Linked DNA regions of Mus musculus: regions 1, 3 and 4 are each linked to region 2. A link is a contact called in public HiChIP or PLAC-seq and promoter capture Hi-C data. All regions are on one chromosome and are shown on one strand. Each heading gives the region's core, a stretch centred on a gene start, on an enhancer-like site or on the middle of the called end of the contact. The rest is flanking DNA. Distances are from core to core; before and after follow the strand shown. Region 1 holds the start of St3gal2 (ST3 beta-galactoside alpha-2,3-sialyltransferase 2). Region 2 holds the start of Zfp612 (zinc finger protein 612). Region 3 holds the start of Pmfbp1 (polyamine modulated factor 1 binding protein 1). Region 4 holds the start of Exosc6 (exosome component 6).

Region 1 (4,935 bases), core at 1,797-4,296, 840 kb after region 2:
CTAGGACAGCCAGAGCTATATAGTGAGACCCTGTCTCAGAAATAAAAATAAAAAATAATAAAGGTAGACTGAGACTATTGGAGAGAAATTTTTCAAGGAAAGAATCCCAAATGTAGCCGGGTGTGGTGGCGCACGCCTTTAATCCCAGCACTTGGGAGGCAGAGGCAGGTGGATTTCTGACTTCGAGGCCAGCCTGGTCTACAGAGTGAGTTCCAGGACAGCCAGGGCTACACAGAGAAACCCTGTCTTGAAAAACCTAAAAAAAAGAAAAAAGAATCCCACATGGGCCTCGGACACCTAGAATTTACTTGACCCTAGCTGGGAAGTTGTCAGATGATGGGAGCTCTTATTGGAGCCAAAGGGTAGAGAGGAACGCTCTGCCCTCTCCAGGGAAGGGTATTGGATTCTTCTTCAGTAATCTGCTAACGGAAACGTGGGGGTTGTGAGGATTGCATTACTTAAAAACAGAGCACATGCTGAACACGCACAAGGCTCTAAGTTCAATTCCCAGCATTTTTTTTTTTTAAAGTAACCTGGTGATGGGTGATAAAAGCAAGAAGACACTCAACACCTGCCGGTGAGAGTTGTTGCCACTGCAAATTACTGCAACGCAGGGACAACAGTTCTGCAAAGAGGTCTTAGTGGTTAATTTTATGGACAGAGTGAAGTTGAGCTGCATAGGAATGACTTTGTCCCATCCCATCCACCCAACCACCCTCTCTCCTTACAGCCTGTGATGGAGACACCGGTGTCAACAAAGCAGAAAAAAAAAAAAATTCCTGAGTCAGTTTTAGTCAGGGTTCAGTGGTTCTGTTAGTCACTTGGCTGCTTGCCCACAGTGTTGGGAGAACTTACCCTTTGCTGCAGGGTGAATGGGGTGTGTTAGGTTGAAATAGGGGAGGCTAGAAACTGAGCTTTCTGACTCAAAGTAGATATTTACCCACCTTTTCAAAAATGAAGTTAGAGGCTAAAGGGTAAGGATGAGTTTTAGTTAGAAACAAACCCTTGGGATAAGAATTTAGGGAAGATGGCTGCCAAGATGGCTCAGCGGTTAAAAGCACTAACTGCTCTTCCAAAGGTCCTGAGTTCAAATCCCAGCCACCACATGGTGGCTCACAACCACCGGTAAAGAGGTCTGACGCCCTCTTCTTGTGTGTCTGAAGACAGCTACAATGTACTTATGTATAATAAATAAATCTTTGGGCCTGAGTGAGCGGGGCCAACCGGAGCGAGCAGAACCACATGAAGGCTCACAACCATCTGCACAGCTACAGTGTACTCACATACATAAAACAAACAAATAAATCTTTAAAAAAAAAAAGAATCGAGGAAGAGAAGAACCTAGCTTGCATTTGTGCAGCTGTGCTTTAAAAGGAGGGGGAATGCGTAGGTGTCACGCCTGGCTTCTTGGTATGTCAGCTGACAATGAAGTTAGAATTTAGCTTCTCGTAGAGGCTTGGAGATAGAATGCCTAGCCTTCCTGATGACTGCATCGTAAAGAAGTAGGGTTTTGGTCTGTGAGATTCTCCTGAGCTGTAGTGTTGTGCCAGGAAGCATTCGTGAATCCCGAAAAGACTATCAAGGAGCCAAATCAGATGCAATCGCATTAGAGTCTCTTTATTTAAGCTTGAGCTCCCCCCCCCCCCCTGTCTCTTACCAACGCTGACACAGTAGGAAAGTGGAGCCCTGAACCTAGTTTCAGGCAAGCATTTTTAGAGGCAAGAAGTGGGTCTCTAGTCTGGTACACATCTGATTGGGGGGGGCGGGGGAGGGACGACGGGCGGAATGATGGCCTTTAATGCTGGAAGTCAAACCATAAACTTAACTTCTGCTTTCCTCCTGATTGGTGGTTGTTAGAAAGTGAAGTGCCAGGGGGCGGGCTTGTAACCTGGGGGGTGCAGATTTGTTGGGGAGTAACCTGGAAACCGGTGCTAGGTACTGGTCTGTTAGTTTACTCGAGTTCAATCTTAGGTCAGGCTTTCTGTGATGGAGTCTGAACCCAAAAGATTCATTGCAGGGTGTGATGGCTCAGTGTCCATAATAACAACCCTCAGGAGGCTAAGGCAAGAGAATCCATCATGGATTCCAGGCGGGCCTGCCTGGCTTACAAAGGGAATTTACGACTACCTTGGGTTACATAATAAGAGAAAGAACGAACACACTTAAAATTCTAGGGTCCCAGAACTAATGAACCAGAAGTCGTTTGAGTATCATTGGTCAGTCAGAGACATTTGGAGACTGAATGTGTCATCAATTAGGAACTTCCTAATGGTTTTGGAGCTTGGTTTGAAAGTTGAGGAAAGGATTGCCTAACACTGATGTGGATAAATATTTAAAATGTGTGCATGTTACCCTAGAGAATAGGCATCTAAGAGTCAGAAGTCTGAAGTCAAGAGATGCCCTAATGGATAAAGGCTGTAGGGTGCCTACAAGCAAGACAGTTTGCAATGTGAGGTGCCCAGTCACATAGTGGCAAACCCTATTTCCACATCGCTGCTGGTGCCCCTCTTTTCAACAGCCTGGACCTAGTGCCCTCACTGCAGTTGCAGCTTGCTGGGCCAGGGCATGAACCCAGCTGGCTCAGGTCGTGGCTCTTGGCAAGAGCAAGTACAAACAGTTCCCTTGAGCTGGGCTTGGCCGCAGTTGATCACAGTCCTGTGTGAGAGGCATCCTCAGCTTACTCGCATCCTTTGATGAACCAGGTACCAAAGCCCGGCTGGGGTACCGCAGACTGCACCTCCCAGGCTTCAGCAGCCCAGAGTCGCGTGGCTGTGAAACTGAAGAATACGCCCCTTAGTGCTGTGCCTTAACCCTCTAAATCCGGACAGAACTACAAAGACCATGAGCCCAGATATGGGAGTGCATTGCTTTCTGGGAGCAATAGTCCTATATGCAGAGCGATGCTGGCGGGTCCTGCCAGGCTGGACTACATATCCCAGCATGCCTGAGCGAGTGGTGGTGGGGGAACAGGAGGGAGGGGAGAGCCCCGGAGGATGTGAATGGGGAGGGGGCACCCGCCCCCTTCCCCCACCCTTCCCTTTAGCTTGGGTAGGGGTGGGGGGAGGGGCCGGGCTGAGCTGCAGCCGCGGCGCTCCGGGAGGGCAGGGCCAGGCAAGGGCGGGACTGGCCCGAGGCTGGCGGACTGGAGAGCGGTGAAGCTAACGGGTCCAGGCGCGGGAGGCGGCGGCGGCGGCGGCGGCGGCGGCAGCGGCGGCAGCTCTCTGCACGGGCGGAGGCGGCGGCAGGAGCGGCAAGCATGGCCCGCGCGGCGCCCAGCGCAGACTGAGGTGCGCGGGCGGGATGAGAGAGGGCGGGATGCGGGGCTCCCCGGGCCCCGTGCTGCCCCTACCGTCTTCTGTGCGGGCAGCGGGCTTGGCCCAGAGGCCCAGATCCAGCGGGTCCAGCCCAGCAACTTCCCTCGGGTCTGGGCGCCGTGTGGGCGGGGGTCCGATTGCCTTGGCCTCGATCGGGATCCCCGTCTTCTGCTTCTGCATATCTAACCACTCCCAGTCTTTCAGGCACTCCTGTAACACTCCTTGCTGGCAGCCCCCAGCCTCAGCCTTTGGAGTTCTCTGTCCTCGTCCACACTTCCACACCCCAGGTGTTGGTACTTCCAGCCCTAGGGCGCTTGGGAACCTGCTCCATCCGGAATCCCCTGCCCCACTTCTCCTGGTCACAAGCTGTCTGCACCATCTTCACTTCTTTCCTCTACCCTTCGGCCTTTCCCCCACCTGGCACTGACCCCTAGCCACACTCTGTGGCCTAGTTCTCTCTAATAAGACCTGACAGCTTGATCCCCTTCCTACTTTGGAAAAACTGAGGCATGAACCCACCGGAAACTTGGTCATGGTGTGCCCGTCCTCTCTGGACGCTGGCCTGAGCACTGTCCCTTGTCCCTCTTGTTCCTTCCATCCTTTGCCATATAAGACACGTTACTTCCCTCCAGTCATGCCCCTGTGACTGAATCAAACTTCCCAGCCCCATATACAGCTCCAGTGTTCCCTGTTTAGTTCTTCCACTACTTCTGTTGTCCCTGCTTTGCACAGCCCTCCACCTGGAAAGGAGTCTCAGTCCTTTTGCTGCTCGTTCAAGTTAGCCTTTCTGCTTCTCTCTTGCCAACTGCATCCATCTCCTCCCATGTTGCCTCTTGTTTTTCATCTGTGTACTAAGAATAATTCAGGGACCCCTGGGACCCCTGGGAAGTAGTCAGTCATTCCTTGTCAGTAACCCATACTCCTGTCTACAAATGTCTAGAAACTGTTTGGCCATCCCGTCCTCATGCTTGGTGGGCTCAGAAGTGTGGGTTGGAAGGGACCGTTTACCTCTATGAAGATGGTGACATTGAAGGACTCTGGTCATCATTCTAAGCTAATCTGACTCCTGCTGCTAACTTTGGAGGAGGGTTGCCCCTTCTGGGGGATGGTGTGGGGGATGCCTGCCTGAGTGCTTTGTGGAAGAAGGTACGGTGCCTACAGGCGGTGATCTCTTGTTTAGTTGTGGTGATTCTGAGTTGAAGAGGGATGGAGGGTACACAGACTTGACTGCATAATTCAGTTTTTGTTTGTTTGCTTTCTGTTTGTCTTCCTTCAGCCGGATTTTCCTTTGGGTCACACTTTCTTCCCCTGTCTCCCAGTCTCCCAGTGGGGAAGGGAGGGAGGGAAACCCTGTGAGCCATCCAGGAAGGAGGAGATTCTTCAGAAGTTTGTAAGGGTCCTGAGTGAGCAGTCTTGATCTGAACCAGATGGTTGTCTGCTTCCACGAGGTCCCGCCCATGCTCCCTGCCCCCCTTGGCTGTGAGTAGGATGCTTTTAACCTTGTAACTTGAGATTGGAGAAGGGAGGCCAGGAGGCCAACTGCGTGAATGTTTATATCCAAATGTGCAAGCTTGCCAGGGGCCTGTGGGAGTGTCGGTGCCCCCAGAGACCACTGTAGAGT
Region 2 (4,663 bases), core at 1,382-3,881:
CTGTCTTTTGCTGGTGTTTTCAAAGAAAAAAAAAATAACAAGAGTGTGATCCAAAATGGTGAATGCTCTTTTGACAGAGTTCTGAGTGAAACGCGGGATGGTTTTCCTCTTCATAATGCTGGAGTCAGATTCCTGGAATTACTACATGTTAAAATGTGTGAACATGCATGTGTGAGTCCTAGATTCCGGTCAAGATTTTCACTTACATGAATGACACACTAACAAGTCTTCTTCTGTAATATATGTATGTGCATGTATGATCCCTGCTTTTTGGAACTACCAGAAAAGACAAATAGTTATGTAACTATGAACACTAACTAAGCAAAAATGTGCCAAAAGCTGAGAAGTACAGGGTGCTGTAATGGCATATAAGTGGGGGCTCCCACCTTGTTCTGGGTGGTTGGAGAAGGCTCACTTTCTGTGAGGAGTGGGATTTTAGCTGATGTTTCCTGTAACAGGAAGGGTAGGACTGGTAAGGAGAAAGCATTCTGTGCTTGTGTGCAAGTGCAGGAAGAGCAAAGAAAATGGGTGTGGTGAGAGCCAGGAGGGTACAGCAGGATGGGGACGAGCCAAGCTGGAAGGAAGAAAGAACTGTGTTACCAGAGTCAGGAAGGGGGTTCATTTTCAATGCTTGAGAATTTCATACACACATGTAGTGGTTTTGACAACCTCCATTCCCTCTCCTCTATCCAATCCCCTCCCCCTCCTATCTCTTTCCCTCCAACTTCATGAGTTCTTGTTAGAACTCACTGAGTCCTCTTAGTGCTGCTAGTCCTGGAGCATGGGTAGGCTCAGAGGGACCACATCCCATTCCCTGAAGAAAATAGACTCCCCTTTCCCAAGCAGCCGTCAATTCTCAATAGCTCCTCAGTGAGGAGTGGGGTTTTGGGAGCATGTCCAGGAAGGAGAATTTGTAAAGAGGGTCCAACCCAGTAGCTTTTAGTACTGTCTAATGTCCCCCAGGGTTCATTCTGGGACTTTGTGTGGGGTAAGTTTTGTTTTGTTTTTTTGTTTTTTTTTTAACCTTTGATGGTGATGGTGAGGGGTAGCATTGTGGGTGAAAGTCAGAAGTGCCACAAAGCCGACGATGTAAGACAGTCTTGGCTACAGAGGAAGACTTGCTAGTGTGTGACTAGTCATTTATGTAAGTGAAAACCTTGGCCAGAATCTAGGACTCAGACAACGCGTGTAGCAATTCCAGGAATCTGACTCCAGCATCATGAAGAGAAAAACCATTCTGTGTTTCACTCAGAACTCTGTCAAAAGAGCATTCACCGTTTTAGATCATGCTCTTGTGATTTTTGGAAACACCAGCGAAAGACAGGAGCTCTGTGGCTCTGACATCCGAATTCCATGTGGGACAATGGCAAATATGTATGCCATTAGACCAAAGTAGTGTTGTTACTATAAATCATTTTCATGTATCCTCTACTATGTATTACTTGTGGGTCTCTAGGCAGTGCCAATTTTCAGTTCCCGAACAGAAGTCATGTCTACAGAGACTGACTCATTGAACTATAGTGCTGTTGAGATATTGGAATGCTACAGGTGCCAAGGCTAGCTAATTATCTTATTTTGGGCCAGTGTTACCACTTTGAATAACCATTTCTTGCTTATTTTTCTGTAAGAACTAACATCCTGTAATATAGATTAAACACCTGTTGGGATCTTGTAACAGGCCATTGACTTCCACCAACACAAAAGCCAAGAAGGTTATCATATAGCATCCATCTGAAATATAGAAAGGCGACCCCTATCTTGCTGTACCGACCTCTCTGATGCACCCAACCAATATATCTTTTTTTTTTTTTTTCTTCTTTTTTCTTTTCGAGACAGGGTTTCTCTGTGCAGCCCTGGCTGTCCTGGAACTCACTCTGTAGACCAGGCTGGCCTCGAACTCAGAAATCTGCCTGCCTCTGCCTCCCAAGTGCTGGGATTAAAGGCGTGCGTCACCACCGCCCGGCCCAACCAATATATCTTAAACTTTGATTTAGGACTTTTTTGATCTGTAAAACTATAAAACTGCTTCCGCGTTGGAACGTGGAATTTGGGGCAACCTAAATCTGGGCTCCTGGGCTATGATCACTTAAATTTGGTTTGAGAATAAACTATCTCTTATCCCCTTTAAGGTAAGAGTTGTTTTCTTGTGTCAACAGCAGGTAGTTATGAATTTCATGGTAGGAAATCAGGTTGTTGTTGTTGTTATTATTATTATTTGTCCTGGTTTTTGAACCCAGAGTGCCCGAGAAGCAGTGTATCATTAAGCGCCATCTCCAGCCTCAGCTTCCAGAACAACTGCAATCAAGGCCCAGCAGCAGGCCTGCATGACATTACATAACATTTATTTTTAAAGTGGACCCTGGGTCCTCCAGCCTGTGACGCACTGGCACAGTCCACCTGCTGGCACCTCCAGCTTTACCAAGACATAAACTCGGGTGGCCTTTCTCGGGTGGGTCTATCCAGTACTCCAGGAGTAAGGGTCCTAAGACATCAGAACCCATGGCCCACGACAAAGAGCTTGAGTCCTAGGCGACAGAGAACCGCAGAGGCCAGGCGGGCACCCCAGAGAGGGAGGGGGCAGCACTCCTAGAGGGGCGGGGTCGGGCCGGTGACGCACTTCCGGCCGCGCGCGGACCGTGCTGCGCAGGTGAGTGCGGACCCATTGCGGTTCGCGGTGTGTCTTGGCGGACAGCACGCAGGGGCTCCCGCAGCCAGCCTCGCGGGCCACCAAGTCTCCGTGTCCACAGCGGTGACGCTTGAGTGGCGACCATTGTCAGACCCAGAAAACTCAGCAGGTGGCGGATCGGGGAAGCTGTGTCACTTCACAGAGGGGTAGCTGCGTGCGGGGGCGAAGCGGCTCGAGGTGACATCGCAGGTCTCTTGACCCGCCGCGGCCCTGCAGGTGTGTACTGCTTGTCCCGGGCTCCAGGCAGGGTGAAGGGCGCGGGGCCACCGCAGGGAAAGCAGGGCCACTTCTCAGCCGTTGGGGACAGAGCGAGCTTAAGGCCTGGTCTGCTGCATCGACGTCAGGCCCCACACATGCACACAAGATGACGACATGGCAAGAGTACACACAGACTAGTTTCAGAATTGCTGCTATTTCATACCCCGTAGAAGGCAGTGCGACATTTGGATGGATGCAGGTCTCTTACGGCTATAACCGTAGCCAAAACACTTATTTTTCCAAGGTGGGGAGCAGGGAGAGACAGAGACAGAGATAGACACAGAGAAAGAGTTTTAAGAGAAAGAAAAGTAACGGATGCTTACCTATGCGCAGCCAGATAAGAACGAATCTGGTCCTTATGCTGCATCCATCAGTGTATTCGTTCTTCATCTGACTCTCAGACTCTTCCCACCCTCAGATGTAACAACTATTTTGAATTTTGTGTTTACCACAGCCTATTTTTTTAAAAGTGTATACATATGCAACAGTTTAAGCTTTGTTGTTGTTGTTGTTTTTGAGTACTTGGTTAATTTCTAAGTAGTGTCTATGTCAGCTGGGTAAGGTCCAGCTATAAAAACAATACAGAAGCTGTATTTTCAGGGGATGGGTAGGTTGTTTTCAGGCTGGTTATGCATCACAAATAGTGCTGACGATGGATACTTTGTGCATGTCTCCTACACATGAGAATATCCATAGGAATACATTTTTCAAGCTTTTTTATTCACAGGCAATTTTCATACAAATGTAGAATGCATTTGATTCATTTCACACCCCCCCTTCCTGGGCACCCCCTTTGTAGACATTTTTAAGATTTGATGTGGATATAGAGTTTTCCAAACACATTTGGCATCGAGTGTTCCTGGTCAAGGGTTAATTCTGAGCCAGAGGAAAATTTACAGCCTGATAGTTTTTTAATTGCCAAATAAGTCATAATGAAAATGGCTGGGGAAACTCCTGCAATTTGAAGAGGTAGAAACATTTAAAAATCCTTTTGTAGTCTAGGTTTTTCAAGATGTAGAACGTAGGACAAAGGGTTTTGTTTTGTTTTGTTTGTGGGAATTTAGCTATGAGTAGAATATAGTCGCCTGGACAGAGTGAAGGACAAAGATAGCAAAATAGAAAAAAAATATAGACAAATTAAATATAACAGTTCAGTTGGGCAAAGAATGATTGACACCACAACAACTTGTAAGACTGGGGATGCCATGGGGCTGGGTATTTATAGACAGGAGAAGACCTGTACTGAAGAGCTAGCTCAGTTGGCTTGTGCCTGGAGCTTGCCTTATTTGAACCTAGTTTGATCAGCCTGGCCACTATGATTGGCTGAGACTCAGTTCTGAAGTTAGGTTTTGAATGTGTTTATATACTGAGTTAGGTTGCAATTCTCTACAGGTCAGGACTCTGGTATATGAGTCAGAAGGCTTTCTTAGGCCAATTTAGTTTGCTTTAATAAAGTGCATACAAGGTTGCCTTACCAGCTTTGGCCCTCAACAGGTTCTGTCTTGCAGGGTCTCTGAGGAGCCTTGGAATCTCAAAAGATGTCCTTCTAGGGTTAATGGGAAAAGCACTTACCTATCAAATCCTGCCCCCTGATGGTCAAGGGCGGCCTCATAGATGTTTATTTGCCTGCAGTCTGCTACAACAGGCATCTTAGAATATGGGAGAAGCCAGACAGCAGGAATGATGTAGATGTGGTATAAGTCCTTGTGAAGGTTGCTT
Region 3 (4,724 bases), core at 2,178-4,677, 590 kb before region 2:
ACTCTTTTGCCTGCTTTTTAGGAGACTTTTGTTCATACCGGGCTACCTCCTCCAGCCTTAATACAAGGGGAGGTGCCTAGTCTTATTGCAATATGCCGTGTTTGTTGATATCCATAGGAGGTCTGCCCTCTTCTGAAGGGAAATGGAGAAGGAGTGGATAGGGGGAGGTGTACTTAGATGGGGGAAGGGCACTGGGGAGGAAGAGGAGGGGGACTGGGATGAGAGGAGGGAGGAGAATATAAAAAAACAATAATTGTAGAGAAAGAAAAAAAAAAAGAAAATGTCATGTACTGATGTCAAAGATTTGTCCACAGTATACAAAATGTGAAGTCCTCTATGCACTCTAGAATTTGTTTTTATTTTAGGTGTGTAAGTGTTTTGCCTACATGTTTCTATGATTTTCACCATGTGCATGCGGTACAAGCAGGGTCCAGAAGAGGGTGTGGGAAGCCCTGGAGCTTGAGCTACTGTGTACATTCTGAGAACAGAACCCAAATCCCCTACAGTGCTCTTAACAGCAGAGCAACCTCTCCAGCACCCAATCCAGAATGCATTTTAAAGCTAGTCATGGTGCTAGAGTGGATTGTTAGAGAAGTCTCTTCAAGAGGAACATAGACAAGGGTTATTGTGTCCGTCAGCATTAAATTCCATAGCGTGAAACAAACAAACAAACAAAAAAAATGGAAAGGATAACACTTAAATAAGACCAAAATATCTGTCTCTGTCTCTGTCTGTCTCTCTGTCTCTGTGTCTCTCTGTGTGTGTGTGTGTGTGTGTGAGAGAGAGAGAGAGAGAGAGAGAGAGAGAGAGAGAGAGAGAGAGAAAGAGAGAGAGAGAGAGAGCTGGCAGGGTCATCCCACATCATTAAGGACCTCAGCTCCATCTCCCTGAGCATCTCATGTCCCACGTGCTGCTGAGGATCCAGGCACTGAGTCAGCATCCCGGGCGACTGGAAGGGGCAGAGGAAGCAGAGTTGTGCACTTCCACTCTTTAAGATGTCTTAGAAGTCCTCATGATGTTCAACTTTCGTTAGCCAAAAAATTAACTGCATAGCCGTACCTGTGCAGGAGGCATGCTGGGAGATGTGGTTTATAGTAAGTACACAGACATTACGACAAAATGAGGGTTCCGTTTCTAGGGGACTTTAAAGGGTTTTAAAATAATATGGCTTAATTTTTACCTGATAATAATGACCCTTTCTTAGAAGTAGCTAAGACGAAGTTTCTGTTGTGTGGTGGAACGGAGCATAATAAAGAGACTGTGTAATGAAAACTAGATTATTTTTTCCTTCTCTGCCTGAGTTCATAGCTGACTCCCAAGTGGGAGAAAGTCTTGTTTCTTGCCTGCATACATTAGTGCTCTGGGAAAGGGCTGATGGGGGAGCACAGTATGACTAGAATAGCTAAGGTTTTATTTATTTTGTATGTGCATGTGTGTGTATGTGTGTGCATGAAACTATACATGCATATATACACGCATGCATGCCATGCGTATGGAAGACCCAGGACAACCTCCGTTTTTTTTTTTTTTTTTTGGTCAGCTTTTACCTTCTACTTGTTGAGACAGGGTTTCTCTTGTTTCTCTTGTAGCATCCTCCAGGCTGCCCCGGAAGCTTCCAGCTGCCTTACCTAACCATAGGAGTTCTGGGATTGCAGATGTGCACCCCTATATCCAGCTGTTTTCTTTCTTAACATGGGTTCCAGGGACCAAACGCCAGTCATCAGGTTTGCATGGCAACTGCTTTTACCTACCAGTCCATCTTCATGGGCCTTTAAGGTTTTTTTTTTTTTTAAGATTTATTTATTATACATTAAATACACTGTAGCTGTCTTCAGACATCCCAGAAGAGGGCATCAGATCTCTTTATAGATGGTTGTGAGCCACCATGTGGTTGTTGGGATTTGAACTGAGGATCTCTGGAAGAGCAGTCAGTGCTCTTAACCTCTGAGTCATCTCTCCAGTCCCTGGGGCTTCTAAATTTTTATTTAGACCACGAATCATTTTTCCCTTGGGCACAGCTGTCACCAAGAGAAACACTGAAAACAGAAGCTAAGACTTTGAAATGGAGAAAACAGTTCCCTGGGCAAACGTAACCAGTGAGGCTTGAAGAAGTGCTGGGCTCAACAGAGATGCAAGAGACAAAGACATGAAGCCAGGGGCCTTAGAAGAGAGGACATTGAAGAAGTCTTAGGTCCAAAAGGACAGTAACCAGGGATCTGGAAGACTCTTCTGTTCCCTCTGGGATGAGCCTCCTACTGCACAAAATGTTTGTCAGCCATTCTCCTAAAAGGGCATTGTGAGAGTTCCAGGTGACTACTTATGGAGTACGGAACCTCGTTCTATGTTGCCTCTTATCTACCTAGCTAACATTACATCAAGTGCCTCTGGAATGTACCACACAACCCTTCATTCCTCTCAACCGTAAGTATTTCTGAACTGCCCACCACCGTTACTGCAAGTGACTCACAGGAGTCCAGTGTCTTCCTCGCGGGACAGAATTCCATCATTGTTTCCTTTGACCTTTTTCTTGCTACAGTCTGGTATATTTCATAGGAATAATGAAACCAATGCCTTCTAATTTCCCTTCGAAATACTCTTTGGAATGAAGGCAATCTAGAAAATGATTTGTGAGGGTTTTTCTTTCTGCCTAATTTTAGATGCGGTTTTATTTGAGAACCATCTGCTAATGATCCTGTGGATTTTCCTGGAGAGAAATCTCACTCTCAAGAACACATCTGTAGTGTGTGATGCTCAGACGGAGTTTATAGTTCTTATTGAATAAAGGTGTTTGTCAAGATAGAACAGCAAGGCGGTGAAGTTGAGAACTAGGACAAACCAGGCAGGTCACTTACTACAGCAAAGATGGGGACTCGAAGAGATGAGGCCTTCCGATAGGACATGATTCACATGGGTTTTAATCTTTTTGGCTTGCCTAGTGTGAGAATTATTTGTGATGTTCACTAATATCCCCTTTGGAGATCAAAGGAAGTTAGGTGCGATTGTATAATTTCTTTGAACCCAGTAAACAATGAGCAGAAATGAAGTGCTTCACTTCCACTTTATGAACCAGGATGGTCTTCACCATGTTACCTGCCTGCCGTCATAGCAACAGACCACATACTAGATAATAGGGGTTCCACGAACTGAGGAAAATAAGGAGCCAAGTCAGGACAATGTGGGGCAGAGCTCCACACGATACGCGTAGCCAGAGCGAAAGCAACCTTTCTTGTTTTGAGCTGTTGAGAGTTAGGGTTTGTTGGTGTGAAATCACCCAACCTAGCCTTACCAGGTAAGATGGAGCGATGTCATCATTCCCATGATGCACCTCTATGCATGAAGATGTAAGAGGACCCAGAATGCAGAAAACCAGAATACTGCTCCATAAAACATTCCAAGTTCTACACCTCATAGCTATTCTTTCTTCTTGGCTTATATTAGGGATGGGGGATGTAGCTTATCACAAAGAATGAGTATTTGGTGGCTTCTCATTCTTGGAACCATTCTGCAGGTAAGTGTCTGGGGGAACTTCATCCAACCCTCTAGTTAAGAACATAATGAATGAGATTATTTTTAGGAAGTCCAGTGCATTGTGACCTCAACCACATCACCCCGTACTTACACACCAGTACATGTGTGGCCATCTTTGGTTTCACTGGAAGCTTTTTAATTGAGATAATTCTCCAAACTTTACAAGATTTCTATCTTTTTAATCCCCACCATGGCAAGCTGGGCTTCAAAAACAAGTCCTATCATTGGACATTTCATAGTCATAGTGGTCAAATGAGCGGGCAAGCTTCATGGAGTAGTAAGAGAGTCTTTGTGATCTTGGGTAAGCTACTTAACCTCTCTGAGCCTAAGTTTCCTTCCTTCTCTAGGTAATAGGGATATTAGTATTTCTTGCCCCCCCAACCCCTGAGTTATTATGGGAATAGGTCATATACATCTTGTGTGGTCCATAAAAAACCTAAGTCTTAACTATATCTGACCCATGGACATCTAGAAAGTTCAGCTCAGCCCTTTTTCTTCCCTAGAACAGTAAATTCAAGAACTTTTTAGTCTGCCACATAGTGGTTTTTTGGGAAAGATGTAAAACTATGGCCCTGCCTCCCTCACAAAGGTTTTAACCCACGTGAAAACACAGACAGATGGGCAGGAAAGTTGGGGTATTGTTAACAGTTTAGGAGATGTTTTCCAACTCCCCTGCTGAGGGCATAGATCCAGCTGGGGGAAAAATATCCTTTAAAAGGCTGGACTCATTTATGCTTTTTCCATCTTAAACACTTGGACTTTTTCAGGTTTACAAAAATGCTAAAGCTTAAAGGAGAATTACGAACTGCCAAGGGACTGAAGAATGAGGTAAGGCTCCCAACTGCCTGCTCACAAGAAAGAGAATCTTTGTTGAAGAAGGGATTGCTTCCAAGCTCCATGGTTCCAAATTCTGGGAATAAGCAGCATGAAACACCATGGGGAGAGCAGACATCACAACATAGATTTAAGAGCCCCAGTTCGAGCCTCAGCCCCTCTGGGTCCACACCTAACAGTGGAGTGACCTGGACCATGTTGCGCACCTTCCCTGAGCCTCCTCAGAGAGAGTACACATGATAAGCACATATTTCCATTGCTTACCAGGAAGTTTATCAGGTACTGTGTACAAAAAGCACCTAATGGACACTTTATATATTTTTTAATGTATTTATTTATTTAATGTGAGCACTCTGCTACAT
Region 4 (5,396 bases), core at 937-3,436, 980 kb after region 2:
ACAGCAACCCCAACCAGCCGCTGGTCATCCTGGAGATGGAGAGTGGAGCATCGGCCAAGGCAAGCCGCGAGGGCCGGGCTGCCCTCTAAATCTGGGCTGTGTGGTCACTTAAGGCCCACTGCTCAGTTCTAGAGTTAGGCTGAGCCCTGGAGAGATCCGGTGGCCAGAGAAGGAGGAGCTTCCTGGGGGTAGGAGGCCGACCTCAGCCAGGGTGTGGGCAGGGTCCTGCCACTGGTGGGCTCCTGGGAACAGCATCTGCTGGAAATGGGATGGTTCTCTGAGGGCTGAGTTCTCAGCTTCCCTTGTAGAAAGCAGGGCTCCCTTGCCAGTGACCTAACCTGAGGTTCTCCCCACAGGCCCTGAATGAAGCGTTGAAGCTTTTCAAGACGCATTCTCCTCAGACATCTGCCATGCTGTTCACGGTGGACAATGAGGCTGGCAAGATCACGTGCTTGTGCCAGGTTCCCCAGGTCAGAACTTCCCACAGTCCCAGTCTAAAAGCCTGCAAACCCGTATGCCAGTGGGAAACCCTGCCTGTGGCTCCTCAAGGAGGGCTTCTTCACAGCATTTGCCAAGACTGTTTGTGTGCACGCAGTCCTCACTAGAAACTGTTGATCTGTCTATCATTTGTCGCCTCCTGCGGCACCTTTACCCCTCGGGCTTTCTTTTGGTGAAAGACTTCACTCCTGGCTAATGCCTGGCTTTGCTCTCTGTCCTCACTTTGGCAGTAGCCATAGCTGCTCTCCTGTGCCAGCTATAGTGTTAGTCTGTGGTAGCATCACACATGATACAAATGGATGTTGGGGGCGCCTGCCATTCCCCCCTCAATCCCATTCTGACTACCATTTTCCCCTCCTATCTCCTAGAATGCAGCCAACCGGGGACTGAAAGCCAGCGAGTGGGTCCAGCAGGTTTCAGGCCTGATGGATGGTAAAGGCGGTGGCAAGGACATGTCCGCCCAGGCCACAGGCAAGAACGTGGGCTGCCTTCAGGAAGCACTGCAGCTGGCTACCTCCTTTGCCCAGCTCCGTCTGGGAGATGTGAAGAACTGATGGGAGGGAAGCCCTCTCGGGAAAGCAACTCGCCATCAACCAGACATGTCCGAAGGCGGGAATTCAGCCAGGAGCTCTCCTCCCGCCACGAAGACATTGGAGTCATGGGACCTCTCAGCAGCCCTGTCCGTCCTGATCCAGCGGTAATGGGAACACGCCTGGAGCTGTCCTGTGATTCATTGCCCCCCTCCATTACTGCTCTGAGCCCATTCATGTCAGCACCATCTGTCTAAAATCACTACCCAGGAATGCTTTTTAACGTCATGATCACATCTAGATGAGGTCACTCTGCCAGCCTGAGGCTTTAGGTCTGCAGAGGAAGGAAGCCTTTTCTCTGCAGAAAATAAAAAGGACCATGTGCAATACTTGGTGATGTCATGCGCTCTGCTTCTTGTCCTGAGGTGAGCCCTGGCTCCTGTATATCTGTTACGGTTCCAGCCTGTTTCTGGTTGATGGTATCACCGAATAGACTCCCAGACTCCTGAAAGTTCAGGAAATTCAATAGAAGGGTGGAGGAAAATAATTCTGAGTTGCTTCCAGTGGAGAACCACTGTTCTTAGTCTCTTAGGACAACCTCCACCATGCCTGTCCACATGCCTGTTTGAGGCTGCTGATATGAGGTCAGACAACTGATATAGGCAGTATGAACATGTAGGTGTGTCCTACTAACTGCCCCACCCCTACTGCTTTAACCTAAAGTAGGTTCAAGACCCTGGCCCAGCCCTAAAATGCAATTTGTATGAATCTACAAACAGCAGGGTCTGGAAGCAGAGATACTGTCTGCTTATGACAGTTCCTCAGAGTGTTAGAAATATCTAGTTGTACAAAGAGAGATACCGTCCATTTATTAAACAAGTGTTGAAGCAGCCAGAGGACTAATTGCACGAGTAAACAAAAACCTCTCACCTTGGGCAAGCTTATGTGAAACAGTCTGAATGCAAACTTCTAGGAATAACAACAGATCCGTTCCTTAGGACTAGCTAAAGTACCAGCATAGGAGTCCAGCTATACCTCGCCGTTCTTCCTCCACTCCGCTAGGTGGCAGCGCGCACACCTACCGCTCTCCCGATAGGCTCTGCGCGGGCGCGCATCTTTAAGCGAGCGGAAGAGCCGGGTGCGCAAGGGCAGCCCAGCAGGCGGAAGTAGCTCGCACGCCGGTAGCCGCCATGCCGGGAGACCATCGCCGCATCCGCGGGCCGGAGGAGTCTCAGCCGCCGCAGCTGTACGCGGCCGAAGACGACGAGACGCCCGCTGCTCGCGACCCGACGCGGCTCCGCCCGGTGTACGCGCGCGCCGGGCTGCTGAGCCAGGCCAAGGGCTCCGCCTACCTGGAGGCGGGCGGGACCAAGGTGCTGTGCGCCGTGTCCGGTCCGCGGCAGGCCGAGGGCGGCGAGCGCGGCAGCGGCCCTGCGGGAGCGGGCGGGGAAGCTCCCGCTGCCCTCCGGGGTCGCCTGCTCTGCGATTTCCGCCGCGCTCCCTTCTCCGGTCGCCGGCGTCGCGCGCCCCAGGGCGGCGGCGGGGAGGATCGCGAGCTGGGACTGGCGCTACAGGAGGCTCTGGAGCCCGCCGTGCGCCTGGGGCGCTACCCGCGTGCTCAGCTCGAGGTGTCGGCGCTGCTGCTGGAGGACGGCGGCTGTGCGCTGGCCGCGGCGCTCACCGCGGCCGCGCTCGCCCTGGCCGACGCGGGAGTGGAGATGTACGATCTGGTGGTGGGCTGCGGCCTGAGCCTCACCCCGGGACCCTCCCCGACCTGGCTGCTGGACCCCACGCGGCTGGAGGAGGAGCACTCCGCGGCCGGTCTCACGGTGGCCCTCATGCCTGTGCTCAATCAGGTGGCCGGGTTACTGGGCAGTGGGGAAGGCGGGCAGACTGAGAGTTGGACCGATGCTGTGCGCCTGGGCCTGGAGGGCTGCCAGCGCCTCTACCCAGTGCTGCAGCAGTGTTTGGTGCGGGCTGCCCGCCGGAGGGGTGCCGCCGCCCCACCCTGATTGGAAAAAACCGGAGCGACGAGGATTCGAGGACTGCTATCGCCCTTCTCTCCCTAAAGGACCAAGCGCTGATGGTCGCCTGACTCCGCAGAGCTGAGAAACGAAGAGTGGGGCAGTTGGGCGCACAGAACCAAAGCACTGGACAGCTCTGTTGGAAAGGTTTAAAAGGCCGTTGGAAACACGATCCAGTTGGAGAGATTTGAAAGCAGCCATACTCCCAAGTTGGAAAGGACTTGGGCTGGATTTACCTAGTAAATGAGATAAGGGGCTATGGTCTTGTAGGAGATGGACCCAGTGCAGGCCAGCCATTGGCTCCAATACATAATAAACTGATTCTTTTGAGAGGATGGACCAGGGGACTTTGCCTTCTCACTACTCAGAGTAAAACATAAAAACTATTTTATGACTGGAAATACATCTGTTGTGTTTTTTCTTGATACTAGAGTTAGAAACAATGCTGTTCTGAACTGGGTGTGTGTTGAGTCTGTGTTTTCAAGGGCTCCGAGTCATTACTGCCTTAAGTGTTCATATTAGCCCACTGTAACTAAGAAGGGGTGATGTGCTTTGTAGGAGAAACCTCGTGCCCTGGAGCATTGTCTGGGGCAGCTGCTGAGGTGATAAGTCTGAGGAGACTCCAGGACAGCCAGGGCTACACACAGAAACCCCTGTTTTTTGGGGGTGGGGGGAGGGAACTGGAGAGAGTTAAAAGAAGTTCTGGTGCCCCCCTATCCTTTCCTTTAGGACAAAATCATGTCTAGGAGTTGGGTAACTGAAGGATTATGCTCTGGAAGGACGCCCAGTCCCATCCTGGTGTCCTGTCCAGGCTTGGCTCCTGGCACTAAGGCTCAGTGCAGCAATGGACTACTCAAATGGGGACCACCTAAATACTGTGGCATCGCTTACAGCCTGGCTATTCCATAAGGCAGAGCGGGCCTGACCAGGATTATAGGGGCTTTTCTTCACTTAGGGTTGAATTGGAGGAAGCTGTGTGGCACTTATTAAGTAAGGGGTTACTTAATAAGTGTCAAGAAAAAAGTATACATTTTGGCTGGGTGGTGGTGGTACACGCCTTTAATCCCAGCACAAGAGGTTGGTTAGGTTAGCACACACAACCTTACAGCTTGGTGTCACTGTAGGGATGCAAGTGTGTTTCACTACTGTGGCTGCAGAAAAATTGACACACTACCAAGTTTAGTGGTGCGTGGGCAAGGAAGCAACCTTCATTTTGTGAGAGCCAACAGTGTTCACTGGGTTCAGGGCCCTGTCAGGTGCCTCCTGCAAGACCACCACAGTTGAATGAAAATAAAGAGATACTATACTGCTAATCTATGGGGCTTCCCTACCCTGCCCTCAGCAGGACTCATGGAAAAGACCTCAGGAGTTAAATCCACAACCACTGGGAGGTTTCCTGGGTGCTTCAGCACTTTTTTTTTTTTTTTTTTTTTTTTGAGACAGGGTTTCTCTGTGTAGCCCTGGCTGTCCTGGAACTCACTCTGTAGTCCAGGCTGGCCTCGAACCCAGAAATCTGCCTGCCTCTGCCTCCTGAGTGCTGGGATCAAAGGCGTGCGCCACCAACGCCAGCACTTCAGCACTTTCAATGCCCAAGCGCCAGAAAGGTGACTTCAAGTTTCAAGGGAGTGACTTCCAAAAATACAAGGCAAGAAAACAGGCCACTTAAGTACCAGCTGAACAAAGTCTGGAAGGTTTCCCACCTCCTACTGGCTACACTAGTCCGATGCTGGATTCTTCACCTGTAAAGAATAGAGGGGCTGGTTTAGAGAGCAGGAGGCACAACCTGGGAAAGATGGCTAAAATGTGCTCAAATCTAGTTCTTCCATTCCCCTCCTTCAGACCTTTGGGAAGTCTGAGGCTATTCTAGATTCTTTGGGGGATGGGAGGGGTGCTGGAGAGTGTCTAATCTAAGCATACCCACTAACCCAGAACCAGCAGGCAGGAGCAGACATTCTCTCTGCAGCACATTCTTTTCCCAGGACAGTTGTGACTCAGGCCATAGGCAGCAGTGAGGACCTTCCTGAGCCCATGCAGCCTGGGTTAGGCAGGGCTTTATGAGGGAATTCACTGATAACGGAGGAAGTTACAGGAGGGCAGAGAAAATTTAAGGCCCTTTACTGCTACACAAAGGGCCATTACATTTAGATTGTCTCACCCTAGAAACATTAGCATGCCACAGCCCTGGGGAGGCAACCAATGGGATGAGGCCAGAAAGGGGAAGAAAGCCAATGTTTTGTTGTGTTTTGGGGACAGGGTTTCTCTGTGTAGCCCTGGCTGTCCTGGAACTCTGTAGACCAGGCTGGCCTGGAATTCAGAGATCACCTGCTTCTACCTCCCAAGGGTT

Evidence for each region. Promoter capture Hi-C pulls out the DNA fragments that hold promoters and counts their contacts. HiChIP or PLAC-seq counts read pairs in DNA pulled down with a chosen protein or histone mark.
Region 1: a promoter capture Hi-C map of liver shows a contact between it and region 2, with 2.0 times the contacts expected there. The contact joins the promoter of St3gal2 here to the promoter of Zfp612 in region 2. A contact is called at or near these places in 2 of 39 promoter capture datasets (cranial neural crest and liver).
Region 3: a contact with region 2 is called in a promoter capture Hi-C map of liver, with 2.1 times the contacts expected there. The contact joins the promoter of Pmfbp1 here to the promoter of Zfp612 in region 2. A contact is called at or near these places in 2 of 39 promoter capture datasets (liver and pre-B cells).
Region 4: a FOXA1 HiChIP or PLAC-seq map of pancreatic cancer cells shows a contact between it and region 2. The contact joins the promoter of Exosc6 here to the promoter of Zfp612 in region 2. A contact is called at or near these places in 1 of 39 promoter capture datasets (liver) and 1 of 115 datasets of contacts at active chromatin or transcription factors (pancreatic cancer cells).

What each region holds. Positions count from the first base shown.
Region 1 is chr8:110,916,819-110,921,753 of GRCm38.p6, forward strand. St3gal2 (ST3 beta-galactoside alpha-2,3-sialyltransferase 2) reads left to right here and starts at 3,047. Exons shown (of 7, transcript NM_009179.3): 1 at 3,047-3,287.
Region 2 is chr8:110,077,103-110,081,765 of GRCm38.p6, forward strand. It overlaps Zfp612 (zinc finger protein 612), which reads left to right and starts at 2,632. Exons shown (of 5, transcript NM_175480.4): 1 at 2,632-2,902.
Region 3 is chr8:109,490,600-109,495,323 of GRCm38.p6, forward strand. Pmfbp1 (polyamine modulated factor 1 binding protein 1) reads left to right here and starts at 3,428. Exons shown (of 21, transcript NM_019938.3): 1 at 3,428-3,508; 2 at 4,296-4,356. The coding sequence starts at 4,306. It overlaps Gm39246 (a long non-coding RNA gene), which reads right to left and starts at 3,382. Exons shown (of 2, transcript XR_879182.3): 1 at 3,287-3,382.
Region 4 is chr8:111,054,153-111,059,548 of GRCm38.p6, forward strand. It overlaps Exosc6 (exosome component 6), which reads left to right and starts at 2,187. Exons shown (of 1, transcript NM_028274.4): 1 at 2,187-3,512. The coding sequence starts at 2,219. The coding sequence ends at 3,040. It overlaps Aars (alanyl-tRNA synthetase), which reads left to right. Exons shown (of 21, transcript NM_146217.4): 19 at 1-59; 20 at 357-470; 21 at 867-1,417. The coding sequence ends at 1,052. Gm38523 (heterogeneous nuclear ribonucleoprotein C-like) reads right to left here. Exons shown (of 5, transcript XM_011248573.3): 5 at 4,545-4,791. The coding sequence ends at 4,768.